4 separate regions of the Mus musculus genome follow, and all the other regions are linked to region 4. The links are chromatin contacts, called in public Hi-C and HiChIP or PLAC-seq maps. All regions are on one chromosome and are shown on one strand. The core of a region is the stretch at or near the end of the contact, and the rest is flanking DNA. Distances in the headings are between cores, read along the strand shown. Region 1 overlaps Gm32679 (a long non-coding RNA gene). Region 2 overlaps Gm32740 (a long non-coding RNA gene). Region 3 has its middle 25 kb from the start of Gm46567. Region 4 holds the start of 9030404E10Rik (RIKEN cDNA 9030404E10 gene).

Region 1 (2,700 bases), core at 166-2,665, 200 kb after region 4:
CCAATTTCGTCACTAAAATGTAGTTTCCCAAATGTCAAGTTTGTCCTATTGAACACCAGCACCAAGCTCTAAGCCTCTTGGAGAACACACAGCTTATTATCTAGTTTTCTTGTCTGTAAGTCACAAGAAAACCTTTTTCATAAGCATAAGGTGACTAGATGAAGCCTTCCCCTTACTGTGATGTTTATATTTTCAATGTTAAAATGAAATCTCTGAGACACCAGACACATGGCACCCAGATGAAGCCTGGTTATCTGGATGTGGGGCCACGGGTGCAGTTCAAGGAAGTTTTGGTCACATGCAGCACGCTATAGCCTGGAAATGTGTATCTGCCACAGGGAGACCCCCAGCCCCAAGCTTGCTTCCCTCTTCTTCTCCTCTGACCCCAGCAACCTATGATCCCCTTTGGTGGAAAACCCAGAAATACAGTTCACCTAGGGTGTCTTGTACTGCTGCTAGAACTAACTCTTCTCAGGGGTCTCCCCTTAGGTGGGCCCACTGATGGAGAAAGGGGGAAGCAAGGTAGCAGGACGTTGGGCCCCTGGCCACCTAGTTCTTTAACCAGAGCCGGGGCCCTTTGATCTGTTTCCTATCTGGAGGGAGCTTCCATGTAAACCTATCAAGATCATGGATTACTGCTGCCACCTCCCCTGGTATTATGCCCAGCACCATCTGATCCTCCAGACGGACACACGAAGGTAGGCTGTCCCTCGCAGAGCTGAATCATGAGAAGTAATCTGCCTGACTATCAGTAAGCATTACTACCTGCGAGTCAGACTGGTAGGGAAGATGGTATCTGGGCTAATTTAGCTCTTGTCTCCCTCTCTCCTTCCTTCCCTCTCACTCCTTCTCTCCTTCCCCCTCTCCTTCCTTCCTCCCTCCCTCCCTCCCTCCCTTCCTTCCTTCCTGCTTTCCCTCCTTTCCTCTGGACCCATTCTGGTGTCTTGCCTGGACCAGACCTTCCTGTGGTAGTAAATTCCTTTCACACTTTTGAGTTGTTTCAAAGTGCATTCAGGAGGTGTGCGCGCCTTCCCTCTGGTCTAGACACAATTACAGTAGTCAGAGGAACTGGGCCTGTCTGAGACTCTCACTTGAGTCCACCTGGGCCCATCTGCTGCCGTCGTAAATCTACAGGGAGCCAAAGGTGACTGCCAGAGGGGGCTGCTGCAAGCTTTTCTTGCTACCAGTTGCTCCGAGTCGCCTCTGCCAGGCCCGAGAAGCGCTGACTCAGCAGAACCAGGCTGCCTCTTGGAGACACGGGGCAGGGTGCGAATTTAAAAGCACAGTGCAAGCCTACCACAGAGCAAACGCAGAACAAAAGGTTAATTCCACGGATAAACAGCTCTCGGTGGCGCTCGACCGAGCGTCTGGTTCCCATTTCGCGGTGCCATTCTGCCAGATGCTCTCTCTGCTCACACATCCTGCTAAGGCTGAGATGAAATACAAAACCAGAAAGCTGCAAGCGTTGCTGGCAGCACAGGGTGGCAACATGCGGGGACACAGAAACCTTGGGAAGTGTCTTAGCTGTTCGCAGACCGCACTACCGCAACTGGCAAGTGGGGGCGGGGCGCTTAGATAAGCTAGTAGAGCCTTACTTGCTCAGACTGCTCAGTCTGAGGAATTTTTTTTTTTTTTTTTTTTTTTTTAAAGAAAACGTGAATGCGAACGTCAATAGAGGGGGCATGGATCTCTTCACCATTCCTCGGGTGCACTGATGAAATTTAAGAGATTCAGGCCAGCTGGGCGTGGTGGGGCGCGTCTTTGATACTAGCACTTGGTTGGCAGAGAGAGGAGGATCTCTGTGAGTTCGAGTCCAGCCTGGTTTACAAAGTGAGTCCAGGACAGCCAGAGCTGGTTATACAGAGAAACTCTGTCTCAAACAAACAAACAAACAAAAACGAACAAAAGATGAAAGCCATATGTAGTGACTCTTGCCTGGACAGCCAGGACTTAGGAAGTAGGGGCAGAAAGATCAGGAATTCAAGGTCAGGCTGGTGAGATGGCTCAGCAGGTAAGAGCACTGACTGCTCTTCCGAAGGTCCTGAGTTCAAATCCCAGCAACCACATGGTGGCTCACAGCCATCCATAATGAGATCTGACGCCCTCTTCTGGTGTGTCTCAAGACAGCTACAGTGTACTTACAAATAATGATAAATAAATCTTTGGGCTGGAATGAGCAGGGCTGGAGCCAGCTGGGTCAAAGCGAGTAGAGGTCCTGAGTTCACAAACATCTGTACAGCTACAGTGTACTCATATACATAAAATAAATAAATAAATAAATAAATCTTTAAAAAAAAAAAGTTCAAAGTCGTTGGAGACCTTGTCTCAAAACAAAAAAGTGGAACGGAAGCAAAAGAGTCACGCGAGGCTCGGTCCGCTTTCCCCAGACTAGGAGATCTAGATTCTTTTCTTGTATATCTTCCTTTGTGTAATGTATTATTACAAGTGCCCATTAGTCCCCCTATGAGCAGGCAGGAAGGACGATTCACCATCTTAGGCATTGACTGCATCCTGTATGAAGAGCATCGTGGACCCTCATGTTTCCTTAGCAAAGGACCCAGACTTGATTAACTTTAAATATTCTATAAGACATTAAATGTAAGTTTGCAAATGCACCACGGAGAGTCGTCTATTTGTGTTTTCTGTCCCTGAATCCCAGAGGTGGCTCCTGTCTCTTCCCATCTGGAAAGTGAATATGCT
Region 2 (2,700 bases), core at 18-2,517, 170 kb after region 4:
GGCCCAGTCACCTTTCAGTAGTCACACTCAGGCAGTGAGCTTTGGGGCCATTCTATAGAATACAGAATACTGTATAGCCATAATTTGTACTCTCACTTATTTGTTTTAAAATTCTAAACTGATTTCTTAACAGGTGTGCACCAGCACTATCATAAGACGGTTGGGACATTCTAGTAAGGAAGATGTGCTACAGTGTGCGTGTGCGTGTGTGTGTGAAGGCACACACGCATGCACATTATGTTACATGAGGGGGAGGAGAAATGCTTTCAGCCTAAGCAGGTAGCTTCCTTGTTTTCTGCATGTGGAGAGTAAACCTTTTGCACAATTTGTGATAAGACAAAGAAGGTTTTAGGAGTAGAATTTTTCAGGCCGGGGGGACAGTAAGTCCAAAGGCCCTGAGGTGGACATTTCTGGGATAGAACCCTCGTAAACACTGAGTCAGCTCACCCAGGAACCCTTAGACGCAAGTCACACTGGTGGGTTCTGCAAACTCACCCTGACTCGGTGATTGAGCATCAGGGAGGGACCCATGGATCCCATTTCTAAGAAAGCGTCCCCAAAGGACTAGAAAACTGGTCTAACCCAAGGACCTAATTTTACAAGTCAGAAAATTTGTGTCCAGAGGAGGAAAGTGATTAAGCCTCTGGCTCACAGCTCAGTAGTGAGAGGCAGGGTAGAGACCACACTCTCATCTCCTAGGGAATTCTCAGTCTCTTCTGCCTGGCCCCACAATAATGACGATGATGATGGTGATGATAGCAATAATAGCAACCGTAATAGCCTGTATTCTTTTCACTCCGAATAGTAGCGCCATTGCACATGTGTTAACTCACAAAGTTCTCACAGTCACTGCATTGTATGCCGAGAGCAGTGAGCTTATTATTTTCATTTTGTTGAAGAGGAAGCAAGGGAGGGTGAAAGCAACGTGCTCAAGGTCACACGGCTGGCATGACAGAGTCAGGCCACCTTCCTGTTGGGTTTGTGGTGCTCAGTAGCCTTATGCTGACCTTGGCAAGGACTTTGAGGTGACCCTGATTACCATCAACAGAACTTCCAGTCCTCGCCCTATACTGGTGGCATCTGGCTGTGGGTCCTGACACTTGTGATCTGAACAGGACTTATTTACCTTCTAGAAACCTCCAGGGATTCGGTTTCTTTTTAATGTCATTTGAAGTCAAGCCGGGTTGAGGCTGCAGAAGGATGAGGCGGTTTGCTTCCTGTCCAATGATGAAAAAGCTCGGGGAAGCACTGAGTCATAGCTACATCCAGGCCACACATCACCGTACCTCCCCGCTGAGGCTGAGAGCGCTGCTGGGTTGTTTATCTCGCTGCTCAGGACTGGAGGGGCTGAAAGACGGAAGACAGTGTGATTTGTCTGCTGCCGAGTAACTATAATTCACAATACGAGTAGCATTATTCCACCAGAGTGCTAGAGGGCACAGGGCCTAGGAGGTTCTGCACAGCTTGTGCCTTCTAAAAGAACAGCAGGGATTTCATGGTATCTGATCGGGTCCTGATTTGATAGGGAATGAGTAAGGAAGGGTGTTCTAGGAGAAAGGGACAGCCTGGGCTAAAGCATAGAAGGACCATGTGGGGGAAGGGAGATGAAGTACACGGGTTAGCACAAATCTAATTCTGTGTATAGCTAGTACATTTCTATGAGCTAACAGGTCATGGTAAGACAAACTCCATGATGCACGCGTACGCATGCACACACACACACACACACACATTTGGCTAGGTTTCTGGATTATCCTAAAGTCACTCAAACAGTAGCGCACAATGCACTTCCCTGAGCCTTATTTCAACACAAAATGGAATGCACTATTCTTCACTAATAACTTTGGTTCTCTCCAAATAGCATAGTGGTGTTTTGTTCCTGTTATTCCTATCATTATCATCATCATCATCATTATTATTGTTGTTGTTGTTATTATTATTAGCGTGGTTGTTTGAATGAGAATTATCCTCTAGGTCTCAGGGATTTGAGCACTTGGCTCCCAGTCTGTGGTGCTGGTTGGACAGGTGTGGGGTAGAGGTGCTTCTTTGCCTCAGGAAGTGTGTCACTGGGGGCAAACTTTGGAATTGGAAGGCATGTGCCACTCTCGGGCTGGGTGGGCAGGCCTGCTGTTGCAGTGTGGAACATCTGGATAGTAGTCACAAAGGGATTGTAACCCTGCAGAAATCAACAGGCTGGCTTACTGCAAGATGGTACAATATTCGAGACTGCAGTTGGGAAAGAAGCCAGAAGAAAGCTTTATGACAACAGAAGGTTGTACCCTAAGAGAGCCCTGGGCCGAACCCTTGAGGCAGCATCAGATCTCACCTAAGGAGCACAGGACAAACTATGAGGAGGGTAAATTCTACCTTGAACCCTATCCGAAAGAGGTTGTTCCGGAAAGGAGAGAGAGAGAGTGGGCAAAGAAGTGATCTTGTAGTTGCGATGTGTGGGCCTGGGCTTAGCTGGTTGTTAGGAAGCTGTTTCTACCTGAATCACAGTAGAAGAATCATTTGCCCTGCAGAACCCTCATTTTATATGAATGCCTATTGGAACCACTGTTGGAATGGCAAAGAAAAGGAAAAAAAAAAGAAAAAAAGCCATGCGCCATTTCCAGTTCACTCCCTCTGTTTCCTGCTCAGTTTAAGAAGAGAGCTTTCAATTTCCTGCTCCTGTCACCATGCCTGCTGCCACGATGCCAT
Region 3 (2,700 bases), core at 79-2,578, 250 kb after region 4:
AAGTATACGTGATAGACAAGGTACAGTCTCTGTCGTCAGCCAAAGATAAGACAGGCCAAGCTATGCTCTCCAACCTTGGCAAGTTCACTTGCAGCTCTTTTCCTAAGCTATAAAAGGGCTCACACCACACAGCAAGGCTATCATGGGCATTAAAGACAAACACAGATGAGTTGCCCAGCACACATTACTGCTCACAGCAGTGGGAGTCATTAGAGTAGAAATGTCCACGGTGGAAATCTGTCCCTTTCAATGGTAGGCAGACAGCCACAGAAAGGGGCTGTGCTGGGCACTGTCTCTGAGTTTTTTGATAGACAAACACTTAGGTCCCTGGAACTGTGTTAATGGTTCAGGGGGGTCCTCCCCCTTGTCCTTTGTGAATTTTGTCCTAACTGGGCCAGGGCTTCCGGATTCATCAGAAGGGGAGCCAATGAACATGTGAAATGTCCATCTTCCCAAAAGATTGGGACTAGTGACCAGGCCACTAATTTGCATCCTGTCACCCATGCATTTAACAGATATTTAAGTACCTACCTCTTGCTGGGCACTAGGCTTGGTGCTAGGGATGTAGCAGTAGATAAATAAAATGCTGGTCCTCACAGAGCTGGTGTTCTAGAGAGTTCTAATACTCTAAAGGAAACTAGGGTGTGGCTGATGTCAAGCCCCCAAACCCTGTGCTCAGAAGGCCCTTCTTGGTCCCCCTCTCCCCTTTCCCTTCCCCTTCCCCTTCCCCTTCCCCTTCCCCTCTCCCCTTCCCCTTCCCCTTCCCCTTCCCCTCTCCCCTTCCCTTTCCCCTTCCCCTTCCCTCCAGCTCCCTACCACTACGACAATTGGCATGCTCCCCCTCTAAAGCATGCATCTTTAACTGGGGAAGCTAAACTCAAATGGCATTTGTGTTTAGAGACAAGCAATCTGATTCAACGATGAAGAAATTATAGACATCTTCTCTAAATTATGCCTCTACTCTGATTAAGCTGTGTGAGTGTGTGCATGTCTGTATGTGTGTGTGCATGTATGAGTGTGTGTGTGTGTGTGTCTGTGTGTATGTATATGTGTGTGTGTGTGTGTGTGTGTGTGTGTGTGTGTGTGTGTGTTACAGTGATGTATTTCTTTAAACATAGCTGGCCTGCCTTGGAAAGGGTTTCTCACCTCCTCACCAGGGCTTTAGGGAGTGTCTTTTTAGCAAACTGCACCCCAGCCCCACCTCTTTTATCAGTTGATTTCAGCTGTGAAAAGAAAGAAAAGAACCTTAGGTTTGTTTAGTGCAGGCCCTTGTCTGCAGCCAACAGGGAGAACAGGATTGGAAACTAGAGGAGGCTGAGCTGGGTTCAATGGTTAACCAGCGAGATTAATAAATGGCAGAAGGCGGAAACAGCCAGTGAGTACAGAGGCAAGAAGAAATGTCCCCTTGTAGTTCAAAGGCCAAGGAAAGTTTACCTAGATCTGGGGGACCTGTGGTTAAAAGGGCTTAGGGAGCCAGCTCTCCTCAGACTCCAGGCTCAACCATTGCCTGTCAGGAGCCTCAGCTGGCTCCTCTCAGAAGCTCAGCAGGCTGACCCTGAGCCAGACAGAACCCAGGCAGACTGCCCCTACCACTGGAGCCTCAGGCTCTACTCAAGACCACAGGCTTCTCCCAGGAGACAGGCTCCTGGTCTTCTAGCTGGCTCTCAGGCATAGCTCAGATCTTCAGATAGTGAGCTTTGGGCCAGGAGAACTTTTGGCAGAGAAAAATCAGAAGAAGACATTTCCATTTTCTGCCCTGATTCCCTTAGGGTGTTTTGGCAAATAGTCTCTTCTCCCCGTGCCTCAGCCTCTCTGGTGGTGTAGTTACCCAGCTCTTTTGCTTTTAAGGATCAGGTATTAACTATTTTCAGCTCTAGCCCACACAGCAGCTGTCTGCCTCAGCTACCCAACTCTGCCATTGAGGCGTAAAAGCAGCCAGAGGTGATATTTAATAAATAGCTGAAGGTATGTATCACTAAAACTTTATTTGCAAAACAGGTAGAAGACCGGGTTGCCAGAACTCTCAAAAATTAAATGATCTTAGATTACCTTACAGAGAGAAAATGGGGGCCCACTGATATAGCATGCTGCAAGCTACCAGACTACGTTAACGGTGGGACTGAAACTGGAGTCCAAGTGGCCTGTCTTTGGTTTACTATGGCTTCAAATTCTTCCAAAGGTAGAACCCAGCTAATTTTGTCTTGTGCTAATTGATCCTGGGAGTCACTCTCTCAGTGTGACTTGGAGTGGGGCAGAGCACTCTCACTCTCGGGCTGATTCAGAGGGACTTTTTTATGCATTGAGGATGCAGACCATGAGCTAAGGAACACTACAAGAAAAAGGGGAGGTGGTAGAGAATGTCGCACGCCTCCCTCTGAACGTGAGGAAATTGTAGCTAAGAGGAGGGTCCTTCCTATATATTCCACCTTTGATGTTACAGGTCCATGTCTATACTTACTCACCTCCATGTCCCACAGCCGTGACTGCGGATGGAGGGAGCGCTGTCAGGATATTCTCTTCCGGTGTCAAAATATTTTACTCACTGGGTTCTTCCTGGATAGACTCTCCATCCTGATCTTCAGTGGCTGAAGTGGAACGAACGGCTGATCCAACATGGCTCTGTTGATTGTCATGTTTCTGTGACGTGCTTCCCTTCAAACCACCTGGTGTGAATTTATATGGGACTTTCTGTTCCTTGGC
Region 4 (2,700 bases), core at 161-2,660:
CACTGCCCGGCGCCATTATTTCTTTAAACACAGTTGAAATAACAAATTAAGACTTTTAATATCTGATTGGGTCAACAGAAAGCCACAGGTCTTTCCTTTCTGTGTTGGGGGGGCAAACCCAAGGCCTCACACATGCTAAATCCTGGCTCTCTCACTGAACAGTCACAGTCCTGTACCCGCACAGTGGATGGCACAGTACTCAGCCCATTACAAGCTGTTGCAGAAACCGGCCACGTACAGAGAGTTCTGCTCTGGCTGTTAAACTGTCACTGGTTCTGTTCTGGGATGCTGCTCTTTTTCATTTTGGCCGTATTTGCACTTTAGCATCAGAGGCGCATGCCTTGCCTGGCCTTGTGGAATCGAGGAATCCCATAGCTACTGTTCTTCATTACAGTGACTGAGAGTGGGCTTCACCTATCACAAAGCAAACTTCCAAATAACGGCTGAGTCGGGGAGTGCAGTGTCCCCCATGTATCATAGGAGTCTTAGGCCTCTGATCTTCTGCCCAGCAGTTGTGAGTCTCCCTATTCAAACAACTGCACACATAGAATTAGAGGGCTGCTTCTAGAAACCCTGGTGAATAGCAACCAGCAAGAGACCATTCTGATTGGTGGTGGAAGTGAAGGGCCAGTGAGGGACAAGTCCCTGAGCAGGTGACTTATTCCAGGAATCCACTAGGGAACAGACAATAAGGAACCACTCCATTCTGGTGACACCAGAGGAACCAAGGGCAGTGACTGCTTCCCAGAGCCCCTTAGTCAGCAGGGTGGGGGGTGGAGGGGGGTGGTGGTGGTGGGGTAAATACAATCCACTCTCAAGGGGAGAAAGCTGGGAGAAATTCATTCCAGTCTTCCTCTGGTATGCACTAGGGAGCTCAAGTGTCCTCTCTACAGAGTTGTGAAGGGCCTTCTGGATGGCTGGGACCACAGGAGAGTGGCATTGTACCTGACTCACTGTCTTTAGCAGGCCAGGCGATCTGAAATTTAGCCCATGTTAATTTCAGCATGTCTGTCCTACCTGGAACACAGGTCTTCCCTCGGCCTTCTCTGTAAGAACTGTGTTCAGAAAAATGGACTAATGTGACTTTGAATTGGTTGGAGAGAGCATCAGCTAGACTTTTATCATACTGGATGTCTGTTAACTGAGAGCAAATTGTGTGTGCTGCTGGCTGGAGGGCACACCGTAGTGGAGAAGCCGAGAGCTAAAAAAACAAAACAAAGCAAAGAACCCTACTTGTTTAGGTGCGGGTGGGCTGTCAGAATAAGGGGTTGTGAGAAAAGGGGAAGGAGTAGGAAGCTAGACAGGAATGCAAAGAAGATGCAGGAGGATGAGGCGAGGCCCGCGGCTGCAGGGAGTGGCCCATTCTGAGGTTGGTTTTGTCACGTGCCTTTGCAGAACCAGCCCACGGAGGGCCATTCTGCTTTGACACGGGCATGGCCCTCTGACAAGGTGGCTCTAGAGAATGAGCCTGTCTGCTCCTCCCCCACCCTCTAATGGGCTCTCCTGGGACTGCAGTGCAGAGCCCCTCCCTCCATGAGGAAGTCAGTGCTGTGAGGTGCAGCAGAACACCTGGGACCCAGTGACAGTGACTTGCTATGCGCCCTCTGGGTAAGTTATTTCTTCTCCCTGGCTCCTTCCTCTTTCAGAACTGGAGAGGACTCCTTGTAGCTATAAAGGTTTGATGGTGATTACTGCAGAACTGCAGTGTGTGTGTGTGTGTGTGTGTGTGTGTGTGTGTGTGTGTGTTAGGCTTGCTGTTTAACAGGGTGCTAAGGTGGCAGGGAAGCCATCCTTCCCTCTCCCCCCCCTCCCCGCCCCCCCCAGCTCCACACGTGTGTGTGTGTGTGTGTGTGTGTGTGTCTCTCATTACTGTCAGGAGGCGTTAAGATGGCCCCATGGAGATGAGAACAAACCCCTTAATTAGGCACTGTTCCCACATCTAGAGAGGAACCAGCCTGGGCCCGGCTGCTCTGGCATTGTGGGGAGCCTAGTCCGTGGGGGCAGGAGGGGGCAGGAGGGGGCAGGAGGGCACAGGAGGGCGCAGGAGGGGGAGGCTGCGGCCAGGGCATCTGAAGGACTCAGCAGGTTTACACTTCGCTGACCTGATGGATGAATGGGGCCCTGTCCACCCACATGGGGTCTGGAATCTTCAATTACGGCAATTACATCAACAGGTCGGAAGGGCAGCACTTTCCACTGAAGAGGTTCAGGGCTTTAAAGAAAAATCCTAAAGCCACCGTTTTCCCTGCTTTCTTTTAAAGGGACTAGGCTGATCAAAGACGACCCCCATCTCCAGTCTAATTGGGCCATAGGTAGAAAAGAAAGACACGGCCGAGTTTTCTGTGAGAGGTGGCTGCCATACGCTCGCTCACCTCTGGACTCCTGGCTCCTCTCCTATTCAGGTTTGTGTTTGTAGACCCTGGTTGCCCATGCTTTGCACTCCGCATCTTTCTGAGGATAAGACCTGGAGCCTTCCCCTCTGAATCTCCCAGCATGCATCGCAGTACAATCAGGATGCGTCTGGACTGAGGTCAGAAGGATGGATGCCATGGAAAGGTCATTTTAGTCTTTCTGATCATGTTTCCCCCTTCAGTAAAATCAGCATACTACTGTCCACCTGTCTTTGCTACAGTCCCAAAGGGTCCAGCTGCAACCACATACCCCAACTAATCCAGCATTTTCTTTTTCCTCAGACACCTG

Evidence for each region. Hi-C and Micro-C count contacts between places; a contact is called where the count stands out from the background. HiChIP or PLAC-seq counts read pairs in DNA pulled down with a chosen protein or histone mark.
Region 1: an H3K4me3 HiChIP or PLAC-seq map of craniofacial prominence shows a contact between it and region 4, with 4 times the contacts expected there. The contact joins the enhancer-like site here to the promoter of 9030404E10Rik in region 4. A contact is called at or near these places in 7 of 484 Hi-C or Micro-C datasets (the G1E-ER4 cell line, the N1E-115 cell line, bone marrow-derived macrophages and 4 more), 8 of 115 datasets of contacts at active chromatin or transcription factors (the SCID.adh cell line, craniofacial prominence, embryonic basal ganglia and 4 more) and 1 of 9 other capture datasets (embryonic tail).
Region 2: a Hi-C map of bone marrow-derived macrophages shows a contact between it and region 4, with 32 read pairs. The contact joins the enhancer-like site here to the promoter of 9030404E10Rik in region 4. A contact is called at or near these places in 2 of 484 Hi-C or Micro-C datasets (bone marrow-derived macrophages and embryonic stem cells) and 4 of 115 datasets of contacts at active chromatin or transcription factors (bone marrow-derived dendritic cells, embryonic basal ganglia, embryonic stem cells and 1 more).
Region 3: a contact with region 4 is called in a FOXA1 HiChIP or PLAC-seq map of pancreatic cancer cells. The contact joins the enhancer-like site here to the promoter of 9030404E10Rik in region 4. A contact is called at or near these places in 1 of 484 Hi-C or Micro-C datasets (liver) and 3 of 115 datasets of contacts at active chromatin or transcription factors (embryonic basal ganglia, extraembryonic endoderm stem cells and pancreatic cancer cells).

What each region holds. Positions count from the first base shown.
Region 1 is chr16:29,838,171-29,840,870 of GRCm38.p6, reverse strand. All of the region lies in intron 2 of Gm32679 (a long non-coding RNA gene), which reads left to right. Among named protein-coding and RNA genes, the nearest start is that of Gm32679, 10 kb to the left of the region's middle. Within about 2 kb of position 1,415, at least 133 of the 459 cell types and tissues checked have an H3K27ac peak or open chromatin away from gene starts, as enhancers often do. A contact at or near this core is called in the G1E-ER4 cell line, the N1E-115 cell line, the SCID.adh cell line and 6 more, where this site is marked.
Region 2 is chr16:29,863,823-29,866,522 of GRCm38.p6, reverse strand. Gm32740 (a long non-coding RNA gene) reads right to left here. Exons shown (of 4, transcript XR_384792.3): 4 at 462-1,347. Among named protein-coding and RNA genes, the nearest start is that of Gm32740, 4.6 kb to the right of the region's middle. Within about 2 kb of position 1,267, at least 41 of the 459 cell types and tissues checked have an H3K27ac peak or open chromatin away from gene starts, as enhancers often do. A contact at or near this core is called in bone marrow-derived macrophages, where this site is marked.
Region 3 is chr16:29,786,984-29,789,683 of GRCm38.p6, reverse strand. No RefSeq gene overlaps it. Among named protein-coding and RNA genes, the nearest start is that of Gm46567, 25 kb to the left of the region's middle. Within about 2 kb of position 1,328, at least 32 of the 459 cell types and tissues checked have an H3K27ac peak or open chromatin away from gene starts, as enhancers often do. A contact at or near this core is called in extraembryonic endoderm stem cells, liver and pancreatic cancer cells, where this site is marked.
Region 4 is chr16:30,038,189-30,040,888 of GRCm38.p6, reverse strand. It overlaps 9030404E10Rik (RIKEN cDNA 9030404E10 gene), which reads left to right and starts at 1,410. Exons shown (of 4, transcript NR_045878.1): 1 at 1,410-1,608; 2 at 2,262-2,402.